Regions from separate parts of the Cricetulus griseus genome. Here region 1 is linked to region 2. A link is a contact called in public Hi-C data. All regions are on one chromosome and are shown on one strand. The core of a region is the stretch at or near the end of the contact, and the rest is flanking DNA. Distances in the headings are between cores, read along the strand shown.

Region 1 (6,427 bases), core at 2,026-4,525, 71 kb after region 2:
AGCGTGTTAGCACAAATGTGCCATGATTCAGGTAAAGATGACATGGAGGGGGATTTGTTTCTCTCTCTCTGTGTGTGTGTGTGTGTGTGTGTGTGTGTGTGTGTGTGTGTTTGCATGTGTACATGTGTGTACATGTACGGGTACATGTGTGTACTGATGCACATGTGTGTATGCGAACACACACATGTAGAGGTCAGAGGTCAACCTCAGCTGTCATCCTCAGGAGCTGTCCATCTTGCTTGTTGAGATGGGATCTCTCACTGGGACTTGAGAGAATTGACTATGGTAGGATGGCTAGACAGTAAGCCCTAGGGACCCACCTATCTCCCCATCCCTAGTGATGGGACTACAGATGCACACCACCACATTGAGTTTTCGTGTGTGTGTGTGTGTGTGTATAATCTATTAATCTCTCCTTACTCCACTGAATACTGCAAGCCAGAATTGGGGATAAAGCACAGTCATAGGGAAGAGGCCAGCCTCTACTTCTAGTTCCATCCAGATACCAGGCAGTTTCTGATTTTCCTAATTCCTTTCCCCCAGGCCTCAGTTTTCTCCCCTAGAGCTTGGTCCCCTAAAACCACCAGGGTGCTTTGTGGTGGGAAATAGCAGAGACCAAACCAAGGGACTGAAAGAAAAAAAAATATTGACACTTCTGGGTAGTTGTGTTACTCAGAGTCATAACCACAGTCATCTCTGCCCCCAACCCAACTCAACACTCTTCCCTCCTCGGCTCCCATCATGGGAAAGTTGTAGAGGTGCCCTGTACCCCACTGGCCCACTGACAAAACAACACACAGAAAAAAGTCAGAATCAAGCAGTGAAAGGCACAAACCGAATTGGGAAAATGTCTCAGTGGGTAAAGTCTCTTCCCAAGTAAGCTTGGCAACTCATTATTCCATGATTGTTGTCCCTAACCTCCACACAAGTGCCACAGCATGTGCACGCACAATAATGATAAGAAAGAAGAAAAGAGCTGGGTGGTGGTGGCACACCTTTAATCCCAGCACTCGGGAGGCAGAAATAGATGGATCTCTGTAAGTTTGAGGCCAGCCTGGTCTACAGCGTGAGTTCTGGGACAGCCAGGACTATACAGAGAAACTCTGTCTCAAAAAAAAAAAAACAAAACAAAAGGATGAGGAGGGGGGCAACAGGGGGAAGGGGAGAATGTTTAAAGATAGGATTATGTGGCTCAGAATGACCCAATGAGGAGAGGGCCAGAGAGCATCCAGGGATTGACCTATGGGCCCAGGTGGGGTCTGGGGACATGAGTGGGCTCTGAAGAGTCTTCTACTTGCTTCCAGTTCTGTTTGCTGGCATCCTAGCTTTCTAAGACACAGGCTTAGCCATCTTCCCAGGAAGCCAAGCCCACCCAGCCAGGTGTTTGGTAGGAGCAGCACACTTCTTTGGGTCCTGGGAGTGGGGTGTGGAGAAGCGGATGCCTGGAAGTGAGTGGGCAGCTCTGTACTACCGGCCCCCAGGTGTCCAGACAGAGGGCATGACCAGCGTGGTTCTCTGCCTATAGTTAGCTCAGGGAACTTGGGAAACCTAATGAATTAGATGAATCTGCTGTCACTTCCACACTTGCCTGCAGTGAAAGGCTGGTGGGCACAGGTGCCAAGTGGGGTCCACCGATCATGGGCTTGGATCTGCTACTGATGGGCTTCAAGACTCTGGCCCAAGTCACTTACCCTATCTGGCCTTTTATTCCCATTGGTAAAACCACCTTCACGGTCTCAGCCAGCATTGCCCACTGATGTTCATCTGGAGCTGCGGGTATAATTGGCTCCCATCCAACCCACTGGACAGAGGGGAGGAGGAGGAGGGGGAGAAAGGACTATGCTTCCTCCCCCAGAGCCCCTTGCCCTACCTGCTCCCTGCAGAGCATCTGAAAAGCAAGGTCCCCCCATCTTCCTTACACCCCCTCAAGTTCTCAATTCCTTTCCTCGTGATCCTGCCAAGTAAAGTCACCGTGACCACATACAGAGGGTGGGGAGAACCCAGGCATTTCAACTTCTGCAGAAGAACTTCAGGTTTTCCCCCCTCTAAAGTAAAAAAGAATAAAACTGGGGAGATCTCAAAGGCCAGAAAGAGGGATTAGGAACTAGGAATGCAAAGAAAAGATACAAGAAGGAATTAGTGAGAGAGGAAGCCAATGAGAAAGATCCCCCAGGCAACTGAGTCTTGGCCCAGATGGGCTATGAGTAGGCAGCCAGGCTGGCCCCTCCTTTGGTACTGCCCATGCCAGCTGCCAGGCAGAGAGGAGGCCCAGAGGAGAGGGAAGCTGGGCAAAGGGGATGGCAGACTTCCAGCCTGGCCTTGTCCAACCCTTGGGCCTTGAGGGGGAACTCTTAGGGATGGGGACTCTGATCCAGGCAAAGCTCCAGGGAGCAGGTTTGCTGCCATGGCAAAGTCTGCAGGCAGATGTTTAGTTGAGAAAAGCAAAATACCGCTTCCTGGGCCTTTTTTCAAGGTAGAACCAGCCTCAGATGGGCGTCTTTTAGGTGACAGAGGGGATGAATAGTTTATGGGTCACAGTCTGCTGATGAGGCCACGTGACCACAGTGTGGTCCTGGGCAGGCCCCTTCTCTTCTCTGGATTGACATTTCTTACCTGCAAAGGTCGGAAAGGGGGTGGAAGGTTGAAGCGCATGGTTGCCAAGGTCTTTCTTGGTCCTGCTTTAAGGGGGAAGGTCACATGGTGGGAGTCATGCAAGGAGAGAAGTGGGGAGACCTTAGAGGTGAGCTTGGCTTTTCTGGAATCCCCAGTTTCTCTAAAGTTTTGACTCTGCAGGGTCATAGAAGCCACACCCGCCACACCCACTACACCTGTGAGCGCGCGCGAGCGCGCACTCACACACACAAGCACGCACTCACACCAGACTTTGTTAATCTACAGACAGAGAAAGAGAAGATGACGACAGAGGCAGGTGGCATCCACAGGTAGGCTTTTTCTTCCTCCTCTCACTTTTTTCTTTTCTTTTTTTTTTTTTCTTTTTTTTTTCCTTCCCTAGTTAACAGATGATAAAACCGAGGCCCTAGTTTGGGATTTCCAGAGTTCGGGACTTCCCGGCACCCCGGCTGCTCCAGCTCAGCTGTCCCAGGACGCTCACCCTCACTCCCTCACTCCCCCCCTCCCACCAGCCGGAGCCGCAGGGGAGCACAAACCGGGGCTCCCGAGGGACCGGGTCGTCGGGGCGGTCCTCTGCACGGCGCCGCCCAGCCGGGTGGTCTGTTGGGTTCCCCCGTAGCTGCAGCGCACTCGCTGGGGAGCCGGGGTGCCGGAGAGCCGGCGATCGAGGGCGGAGGCAAGGAGGGAGCGACGGCCGCTGGGAGGGGTGCTGGCGCGAGCTCGCGCGCTGTGTATGGTCTATCGCAGGCAGCTGACCTTTGAGGAGGAAATCGCTGCTCTCTGCTCCTTCCTGTAGTAACAGCCGCCACCACCGCAGCCGTCAAGAGCCGTCAGGAACGGTCAGGAGCCCGGACCGGGAGCGACAGCAGCAGGCGTTCCTCAGCACCAGGTGGGTGGGTCGGCGTGGCGTGGCGTTGGCGCGTGGATAGGGGATTTAGGCTGCAGCCGCGTCCTTGGGACCCAGCACCCTAGAGTCCCCTCTGGCCTGACACCGGGCAAACATCGGTCTGGGCTTCGAGTGGGAGCTTCAGAGGAATCAGGGACGAGGAACCCGTGCAGGGGGCAGCCAGGGGTGGACGCACCCAGAGGCACCGATACTGTCAGGCTCCACCTGGAGCGGGCAGACCCTGGAGTGCAGCCCAGGGCTACTCTAAAGACAGTCGATCTCTTAGTCCTCTCTCCCTGACAGCCCCAGACACGTGCCTGAGGAGACTCGGACCTCGAGTGACGGTCGCTGCATTGCCCTAACTTTCGGCTTGGCATAGCTTCCCTTCCCAGAAATTGAGAGTGTGGGTCAGAGGCTGGGTGGGAAGAAATTTTGCAGTCGTTTCTTGGTCGGGGGACTGTGGGCCTCTGTCTCTTAAGTTTCTCTTTCGGTTTGTAGACCCCTTTAGTTAGGGGATGACACGAAGAGGAAAGGGGACAGGAAGAGAGGAGGGCATCTGCCTACCCAGATCTCCACCCCCAGCCTCGAGGGTTCCTTGTTGGAAGGGAAGGGTAGCCATCTCTCTTCCCGCACAGGAAAGCGTGCCTGGGGTGAGGGAGGAGCCTGGCCTCACCGCAGTCCTTAGGTCCTTTGGTGGCACTGCAGGGCACAGGCAGGCCAGAAACCTCTGCGGAACAAATGGCTTACCTTCTCCTCTAGGTGAACAGCCATGGCGGGCTGGATTCAGGCCCAGCAGCTGCAGGGCGATGCGCTGCGCCAGATGCAAGTGCTCTACGGGCAGCATTTCCCCATCGAGGTCCGGCACTACCTGGCCCAGTGGATCGAGAGTCAGCCCTGGTAGGTGTCCCATGCCCTGAACCTTCGCCTTCAGTGTGGGTCCCTGCTATCCAGGCCAAAGGGTCTCTTCGTTGTGGTTTGGTGTGATTCTGATTCTATCTGTCCTTGTGCGGAAGGGGTGGTGTCCCCGGGAAAGGGGAAGAGGGCAATGGGAGCTACCGAGGGGAGACTTTTCTCGACTTTGATGCACAGCCGCCAGGAGCGAGTCTTGTGGGACTGCAACGCCCTGAATCACTCTTGCTGCTTGATATCCTTGGTACAGTTTTTCTCTCCTTGTGTTGTCCCAAGGGATGCCATTGACTTGGACAATCCCCAGGACCGAGGCCAGGCCACCCAGCTTCTGGAGGGCTTGGTGCAGGAGCTTCAGAAGAAAGCAGAACACCAGGTGGGGGAAGATGGGTTTTTGCTGAAGATCAAGCTGGGGCACTATGCAACACAGCTCCAGGTGGGTGTGAATGCTGGCCACACTCAGGCCCCCTCAGGCTTTCTCTTCCAGCATCAGAACCCCTGGGATTTTCACTGGCTTGGCCACTGAGTCACCATGTGACCAAAAGCTTACTGGCAACTTTTCTTCAATTTCCCCCGCCCCCTCTTTCTAAGTCAGACCTGTCAGATTCTTTTAACATTATCACAAAGCAAAAGGTGGGAGTGTGGGGGGAGGGAGAAGGGAGGTTGTTTCCAGCAAAGGGAGTGGAATGGCTGGAGCGGCAGTGTGCACAGATGAAGCAGCAGAGATGGAAAACAGAGTCAGGTGGGCTTCTTCGACAGAGAAAGGAAAACTGGCAGAGTCTAGAAAGGAGGGGATAAGGCAAGCAGACATTCTCCTGGGACTCATTTAGAGGCAAGAAAGCTGCTGAAGAGAAGAAGAATTGCCCTGGAGCAAGAGTGGAATAAAAGGCTTTGAATTCAAGGCTTAGAAAGAAAAAGTAACCTCCCCTTTATACTGAGGAGGGCAGGGATTTTATGGAAGCAGGAAAGGGGTGTGGGTGGTATTCATGGTCAAGCACTTATCGGAATGCACTTGTATTTCTTAGAGAACCCCGCTTACATCCAAACAGCTGGATGCTGGGGAAATAAAAGCTCATCCCAGAAAAAGGAAGAAACAGCAGAAACCTGAGGGGAAGCAAAATAGGAACCCAGGGCCAGGTGCCTAATGGAAAGTACCTTGATGTTGGCATCAGACACCCCAGTCTTCTTCTTGATGTCTCTCTCTCTCTCTCTCTCTCTCTCTCTCTCTCTCTCTCTCTCTCTCTCTCTCTCTCTCACACACACACACACACACACACACACACACACTTGCCTCAGGACACATACCTAGCCTATCTGAACATCAATTTTCCCATCCATGGCATGAGAACAGCCCGAGTTTCTGTCATAGGATTTCCATGCTTCAGAGAATGAAAGCTAGTGGGAGGTTGAATGAGCTTTGTGTTTAGTGAGTTTCTAAGTCACTATAAACCGAGTAAGAAGTTCTGGGAGGGGAAGAAGGGCAAAGGAGAGTTGAGGGTGTTTGATAATCCAGGGGGCTTCCTGGGAAAAGCTGAGGCTGAAGGAGAAGAAGGGATGGGCACTGTAAGGAAGCCAGAGTGGTCAGAACTAGGTGGCCATTGGTGGTTCCTGTTGTCTCTTTTCAGAACACCTATGACCGCTGCCCCATGGAGCTGGTTCGCTGTATCCGGCACATTCTGTACAATGAACAGAGGCTGGTCCGAGAAGCCAACAACGTGAGTGTTTGTAGGCATGGTAGAAAAGCTGGGGAGCAATCCCACTTTGTTTATGTAACTTGGTTAGAGGAGAGCACAAAAGAAATAAAACACAGGGGTAGGTGTAGGAGGCAGCATATTTTAGGCTGTGGCCAGAGTGACCCCTTGGGGCCAGTCCCTGGCTCCCCAAGCCTCTATTTCTTCTTTTCTTTCATTTCCTTCCCTTTCTCTTCCTTTCTTAAACATAAGACTTATCTTATTTTTAACTGTGTGTGTGTGTGTTCAAGTGTACAGGCATCCTTGGAAACCA
Region 2 (6,799 bases), core at 3,240-5,739:
TTAGCATCATATGTAAAGGTTACCTAGAATCAGAGAAATACATACAATACCTATAATGTAGCTTCTGCGTTTTTTTGTTTGTTTGTTTGTTTGTTTTTTTGAGGTAGGGTTTCTTTGTGTAGCCCTGGCTGTCCGCAAACTCACAAAGGCCTACCTACCTCTGCCTCCCAAGTGGTGGGATTAAAGGTGTGTGCCACCACTACCCCAGCTATGAGATAGCATTTTTATGCCAACCAGACTGGCAGAAATGAAATGCTATCCTGTGGTTGGCAAGAGGACAGAGAAGTAGATGTCCAACAAATATCTGTGGGGAAAGTTAATTTGGCCTTTTGAAGGGAATTTTGGAAAGGTGTGTCAAAAAGCTGAAAAAGCATATATCCTTTGACCTAATTCTGCTTAGGAATGTATCCTAAGGAGATAGTTGAACAAGATACTTGTGTTAGGTTATCTCAGTATCAGTCATAAGTGAAAATAAAACAAATAATAAGAATCTGAAGAAAAACAACAATGCCGGGTGGTGGTGGCGCATGCCTTTAGTCCCAATACTTGGGAGGCAGAGGCAGGTGGATCTCTGTGAGTTCGAGACCAGCCTGGTCTACAAGGCTAGTTCCAGGACAGCCTCCAAGGCCACAGAGAAACCCTGTCTCGAAGAAAAAGAAAGAAAGAAAGAAAGAAAGAGCAAAGCAACAACAACAAAAAAGAAAAACAAACAAAAAGCGAATCTTCATTACTAAGCTTGAGTACAGTAGAGAGTCTGTGTAATGGAGCCCTGTGCATCATGAAGATGATGGTGTGGTTGGTATGAGTGCCTTACTGACCTGTGACTCCCTTTTTTGTTCTTTTTGTTTTTGTTTTTGGAGACAGGGTTTCTCTGTATGACAGTCCTGGCTGTCCTGGAACTCACTCTGTAGACCAGGCTGGCCTTGAACTCACAGACTGCTTATCTGCCTGCTTCTGCCTCTCAAGTGCTGGGATTAAAATTGTGCACCATCCCCACCCAGCTCTGACCTGTAACGAGAGAGAGAGAGAGAGACAGAGAGAGACAGAGAGAGAGAAGAAGGAGGAGGAGGGAGGGTGTGTGTGTCTGTGTGTGTGTGTGTGTGTGTGTGTGTGTGTGTAATCATGGTACAAAGGAGTGTGTATGGTTTGACCTTTATCCCGGGCCTCTACTGCTGAAGTATCCTGGCCTCAGCTCCCACCACCAGCTTCCTGCTTGGCTGGAAGCAGCCTCCTGGCTCTGGGGAGCTTTTCGGCCACCCCAGCTGTACTTATTCTCTTAGCCTAGGATGTTTGCTTTCCAGGTCTTTGCAAAGCCAGCTTCCTTACTTTGTTCAAGTCTATTCATACGTCACTTCCTCAGAGACCTCCCCTAACCACTTTAAAGAAATGATGCCCTCTCCCCACCACTTCTCCATGCCTTCACTCTTGCTTTATCGCTCTTCAGTGTATCCACTGCTAAGCCAACACATGTCACTGTTGACTCACTTGCTGTTTTCTTTCTCTGACCAGACGGGAGCCTCCATATTCCCAGGGAGAGAACAGAACACACAGCTACAGACCGTTGAAGACTGCCACCGAGCTGTCTACAGAGGCTAACTTCTAGATGTGTGCGATGCATTTCTTTCTGACAAATTTGTGACAAAATGTTAGGAATAACATTTTTTACAATAATATGGAATATTTTAGCCGGGCGTTGGTGGCCCACGCCTTTAATCCCAGCACTCGGGAGGCAGAGGCAGGTGGATCTCTCTGAGTTTGAGGCCAGCCTGGTCTCCAGAGCCAGTGCCAGGATAGACTCCAAAGCCACAGAGAAACTCTGTCTCGAAAAACAAAACAAACAAAAAATATGGACTATTTTGTCCAGGAGTGGTGTTGTGCAACTTTAATTTCAGGCATCCAAGAGGCAGAGGTGTTTTCATTGCCAAACACTGCACAGGGCTCACATCTGCACTGGGTATTTCTTGAACACCAGAGGGGTGCTGTTTGGGTCTTGTGCATGGAAGAAATCTGCACATCCACGAATACACACATGTACACATACATACACATGTATGTACATAAACATACTAGCAAAATCTCAAACAAAACCAAAACCAAAGTCAGTACAAAACCCACCGCAGACGAACACTCACCAGTGGCAGGCTCGCATGGGACTGGTGTGTAGTACTTAGAATATACTTCATCCTTTGGCCGATCGGGAAACACATATATGAGGTAATTCAAGTCCCCCAAGCGGTCAGCCAGGGACCGGATGGAGAAGTCTCTAGTGGTAAAAGGCATCAGATTCCAAAACATTCTTTCCTCTAGATCAATAAACAGAACAATCACATTCTAACCATGATTTCTGAATGTGAGATCTTAAAATCCACAGGCCTAAAGTCAAAACACCTTATTAGAATCACACCAACAGAAATGCTCATCCCCAAATAGCCACAGCTGTAGATAGGGACTTCTTAGATGTCTCGGTACATAAGCAGATATATACATTGCTTCCCTAGAGAGTCAGACATCTCAGTGGCTGCAAGTTCAAGTAGAGTCCTCCCCTGTCTAAAAGAAATAGCTCTGGGGCTGGAGAGATGGCTCAGCAATTAAGAGCACTTATTCTTGCAGAGAACTGGGGTTTGATTCCCAGCACCCACATAATGGCTCACAACTGTCCATAAGTCCATTTCCAGGGGATCCTATGGCCTCTTCTGGCCTCTAGGCACAGAACACATGCAGTGCACAGACAAACATGCAGGCAAAACACCCACATACAAAATAATAAAATAGAATAAAGAAAATAAGTAGTTCTTATGGACTCCAATCTTATTCTTAGGAAGCACACCTGGAGCCAAAGAAAGCCTAAGAGTTGGTCAAGCTGGTAGAATCTTTAAACCACAAAACATGTAAATTAGCAAGCTGTCCTGCTTTACAGTAAGGGTCAGACTAAAGAAGGGACATTCTTGGGTGGCAATGCTCAGTGGCAATACCTTCCATTAATTAGGGAATCATGGAGCTATTGTATTGCTACTGTTCAGGATGACTAGAATGAGCTCCAGGCTAGTAACAATGAGGCAAGCATTTCAAAAGGGAAGTGGCTGTGACTGCCCGCTGCACATTCTAAGGCAGTAAATACTTCAGCATTTCCCATAATAAGATTGCTCACAGATGGCCTTACGAGCAGCTGTGTCAGGGTTATGTTAGTGATTCCTGTAATTAGGACTGGCCCCAACAAACAATATTGCTCGCAACAAGATGTATTAAAATCGTTTTTCAACAAAAGCAGCTACCTTTGGACATAAAGTCAAAATGTTTCACAAAAAGGGAGAGGCACTCACGAGAGTCAAACTTCCAAGCAATGGTGATGCCTCCGATTTCGGAATCGCTGAATCTCAGCAGGAAGGTCCCATCTGGCTTGTTAATGAGTAGGTCATGGGCCTGTTGCTTGTTCACGAAACCCAAGATGGCCCTGAATGAAGGAGTCACAGGGACAGAGGCAGAGGGTAACAATGCCAGGGAGAAAACTCTTGTGTTCTAGTACTGACTCAATAGATGTCTGCAGCCCCAGCTACTTGGGGGCCTGAGGCAGGAGGATTGCTTGAGCTCAAGAGCTGTCTTGGCAACATTTAATAAAAAAAGCAACAGTAAAGATGATTCTCACCCATCGTTCCAGTGAGGCTTGAGATGCTTTTTTAACACTTCCATCACACCGTCAAACCACTGCCAGAAAGTGTAATTCCGTCCTGGCAAGTTCTCCTGGTTGGAGAGACAACACGGAACAGGAAGAAAGCCAGAATGAGCATTGGAATATCAGCTGCATGTATGGCAGAGGCACTTCACAGTCTGCTGTAAAGACTGTAGAAAGATCCTTCACATGCAGTTCTGAATTAACATTAACTCTACATGTCACCCAGGAGGTACACAAGACTCGGTAGCCTTGGTGTCTGTGAAGCCATCCTCTGTCACATAGAGCAAGATGGCAAGGAGGGGAATAGGAATCTCAGGGGTAAAGCCAACTGCCTGGAGGATAAGACTGAATTCTGGGGACTCAACTACCAGAAGACTAAACCTGAACTTTGAATTGGTTTATTGCCTTTGTTCAGGTTCTCTATAAACACATTTGAGGAAGAGATGGGGAAGGCAGATTTGGCTCCGGCCTCCCAGACCTCCCAGTCCTCTGAAGAAACTGAAAAGCTTTGAATCATGCCTTGTGCCCTTACAGGCAATAAGGGCAGGATACAGACACTGAGATGGAAAACAAACATCCCCACTTTTGGAAGCAGGCAAATGTCCCTGCCTTTTACCAAGTACTCTTAAAGCCCCAAAGACAGACCACAGAGGAAAGGGAGAAGCAAAGAGTGAAAGCCACAGTGCTGGTACCAACCCTCAGGGGACTCTGCTACATCTCCAGCTAGATTCGGCTATTTCTGACATGCAGTGTGTGACAAACAGCATCGGTATCCCCTGGGAGATTCTGAGAAATGCACATTTTCCCAGGCCCACCTCGGATCTGCTATGAGTCACAGCCTACGCTTTAGCAAGACACAGGATGGGTTCATAGGTCTGACCTGAATTAGATCACACGAAGCCACAGAGATGCTGACATCATACACACACATTCCCAGTAATTATCAGCCAAGTACAGTAACCAGGTTCTGTGGGAGGTGGGGGCTTCACCACAATGGCAAAGATAGGCCACTGAGGTCTGTTTCCCTGACCTCTGCTGACCAGCAGCTGCCAGCACAGGACCATCCCTTCATTCATTCAGAAGGCTCAGAAACCACGAGCTCTCTGAATTAAGGGCATCTGAAAGTTTGAGGTGAGGACATACTGGGGGAGAAGTTTAGCTAAAAAACCAAAGATCTGACCCAGTCACAGATTTGATGGATGCCAGAGGAAATGTTTCCTTTATCCATACCCCCGTTTAGGGGGCTGAGTGTCCCCTGGAAGCCTAAGCCGGCATTCCACATCAGAGCTATTGGGACAGAGCTGGGAAGGAGTCTGGCTCACATCTGCTTCACTGTTTCCTTCCTAAAGGAAGAAATGCGCTAACTGCACGCAAGGTCCGGCTTACCCACACCATGAAGAGATGTGACTCCACGTGAGACCCAACTAACTCTCAAGCTGTCCGTCTACACAGATGTTCCTGTGACTTTGGGTAGAGTTTATGAGAACTATGAAGGACGGGGGCCCAGGGCAGGGAAACTCCCGCAGACGAACATTGGGAAAGACTGAAGTAAGAGCTGCTGGCGGCTGGCTGGCCACTCACCCGGTTGAACTGGGACCAGGACACCGACATGCTGTTGTAGTCTTCGAGGTGACTGCTGCTGCTGTTGAACAATTTCTGTGCCAGGAACACTAGGTTCTCCTTGGTCAGGCCCCGGTTGCTCTGCACTTCTGCCTTGAATTTCATGTTGAGAGCCTCACACAGCTGCGGCCACAACACCTTGTCAGGCACAGCGAATGGCACCCTGCCCTGAGAGGGACAGAAACCAGGATATAAGAGAACAGCTGCATGACTGAGTCTCTCAAGCTGCAACCGAGAGGCAGCAACGACTGGAAGGAGTCAGCAAGATTTGTCTTGCCAAGCCTGAGCACATTCAGACTTTCATGGGCTGCCCCGTTCTGAGACACATAAGGTTCTACTTTACTGTCCTCATATATAACACAGCTAGAGGGCCACCTCGTGCTCAGGGCGTTGGCTTGGGAGCTGCTGACCCTGCAGTCTGATTCTGGTTCTGATAAATGTTGTCAGAACAAAGTATCGTCATGTCGTGGCTCCTGGTCTAGATTCACTGGAAGTTTAGATATTGAAAACATTGCCAGGTGTTGGTGGTGGCACACGCCTGTGATCTCAGCACTCGGGAGGGTCAGGAGCTTAAGGTCATTTTCTGCTACAGAGAGTTTGAGATCAACCTGGGCTATAGAGACCCTTTTAAAAGAAAGAAAGGAAGAAAAGAAAAGAAACAGAAGAACCAGGCTGGCTTTCTAAGTGAGTACAGAGAGAGAAAGGACACACAACATGTATGGCCACAAGTGTAACACCTGCCCTTGACATCTGCCAAGAACTCCAGCTCAAAGTGAAGCAACTTGGCATGGGAGAGTGGAAATTTTCTAGTTGGCAACTTTATTGATAAATAGGTTAGCATATGAACTTTTAATAAATTGCTTCGTATTCCAGCCAGCCAGTTGGTCAATGGATTACAAAGGTGCAATAGCCTGGAGGAATGTGGTCGGGTGCTCACAGCACACAATATGCTGCACGTTTTTAAATAGCCAGAAGAGGGGGCTGTCTCTCTCTCTCCCTTCCTCCTTTTTCCCTTCCCCCTCCCCTTTCTGTGGGAGTGGGTGGGGGTGGTACACATATATGGAGGCCAGAGGTCAACCTCAGGTGTCATTCCTGGTGAGATTCAAGAAAAAGTTGTCCAGCTATGAATTTGTGAAATTCAGTTATCTGCTTCTAAGATATGGGGATGGAACAGGTATCCCAAAAGGTGAGAAATAGAAAAAAAGAGGGTGGTTGCCAATCTTGCATAAGTAAATTAAAACCAACAATGTAAACAGTCTCTCTCTCTCTCTCTCTCTCTTTCTCTGAGACAGGGTTTCTCTGTGGTTTTGGAGGCTGTCCTGGAACTAGCTCTTGTAGACCAGGCTGGTCTCGAACTCACAGAGATCTGCCTGCCTCTGCCTCCTGAGTGCTGGGATCAAAAGAGTGTGCCACCACCGCCCAGCAGACAGTGTATCTTTTTTTTTTTTTAAAGATTTTATTTATTTATTCTGTATACAACATTCTGCTTCCATGTATATCTGCACACCA

Evidence for each region. A called contact is a pair of places that touch in the nucleus more often than the background predicts.
Region 1: a contact with region 2 is called in a Hi-C map of the CHO-K1 cell line, with 3 times the contacts expected there. The contact joins the promoter of LOC100755571 here to the enhancer-like site in region 2. A contact is called at or near these places in 2 of 8 Hi-C or Micro-C datasets (the CHO-K1 cell line and fibroblasts).

The regions. Positions count from the first base shown.
Region 1 is chr7:113,897,644-113,904,070 of CriGri-PICRH-1.0, forward strand. LOC100755571 (signal transducer and activator of transcription 5A) reads left to right here and starts at 3,276. Exons shown (of 18, transcript XM_027428132.2): 1 at 3,276-3,520; 2 at 4,277-4,414; 3 at 4,703-4,859; 4 at 6,049-6,138. The coding sequence starts at 4,287.
Region 2 is chr7:113,825,317-113,832,115 of CriGri-PICRH-1.0, forward strand. It overlaps LOC100750571 (signal transducer and activator of transcription 5B), which reads right to left. Exons shown (of 19, transcript XM_027428133.2): 13 at 5,252-5,458; 14 at 3,644-3,738; 15 at 3,321-3,451; 16 at 2,133-2,303. Among named protein-coding and RNA genes, the nearest start is that of Ghdc, 18 kb to the left of the region's middle. Within about 2 kb of position 4,490, at least 2 of the 6 cell types and tissues checked have open chromatin away from gene starts, as enhancers often do. A contact at or near this core is called in the CHO-K1 cell line and fibroblasts, where this site is marked.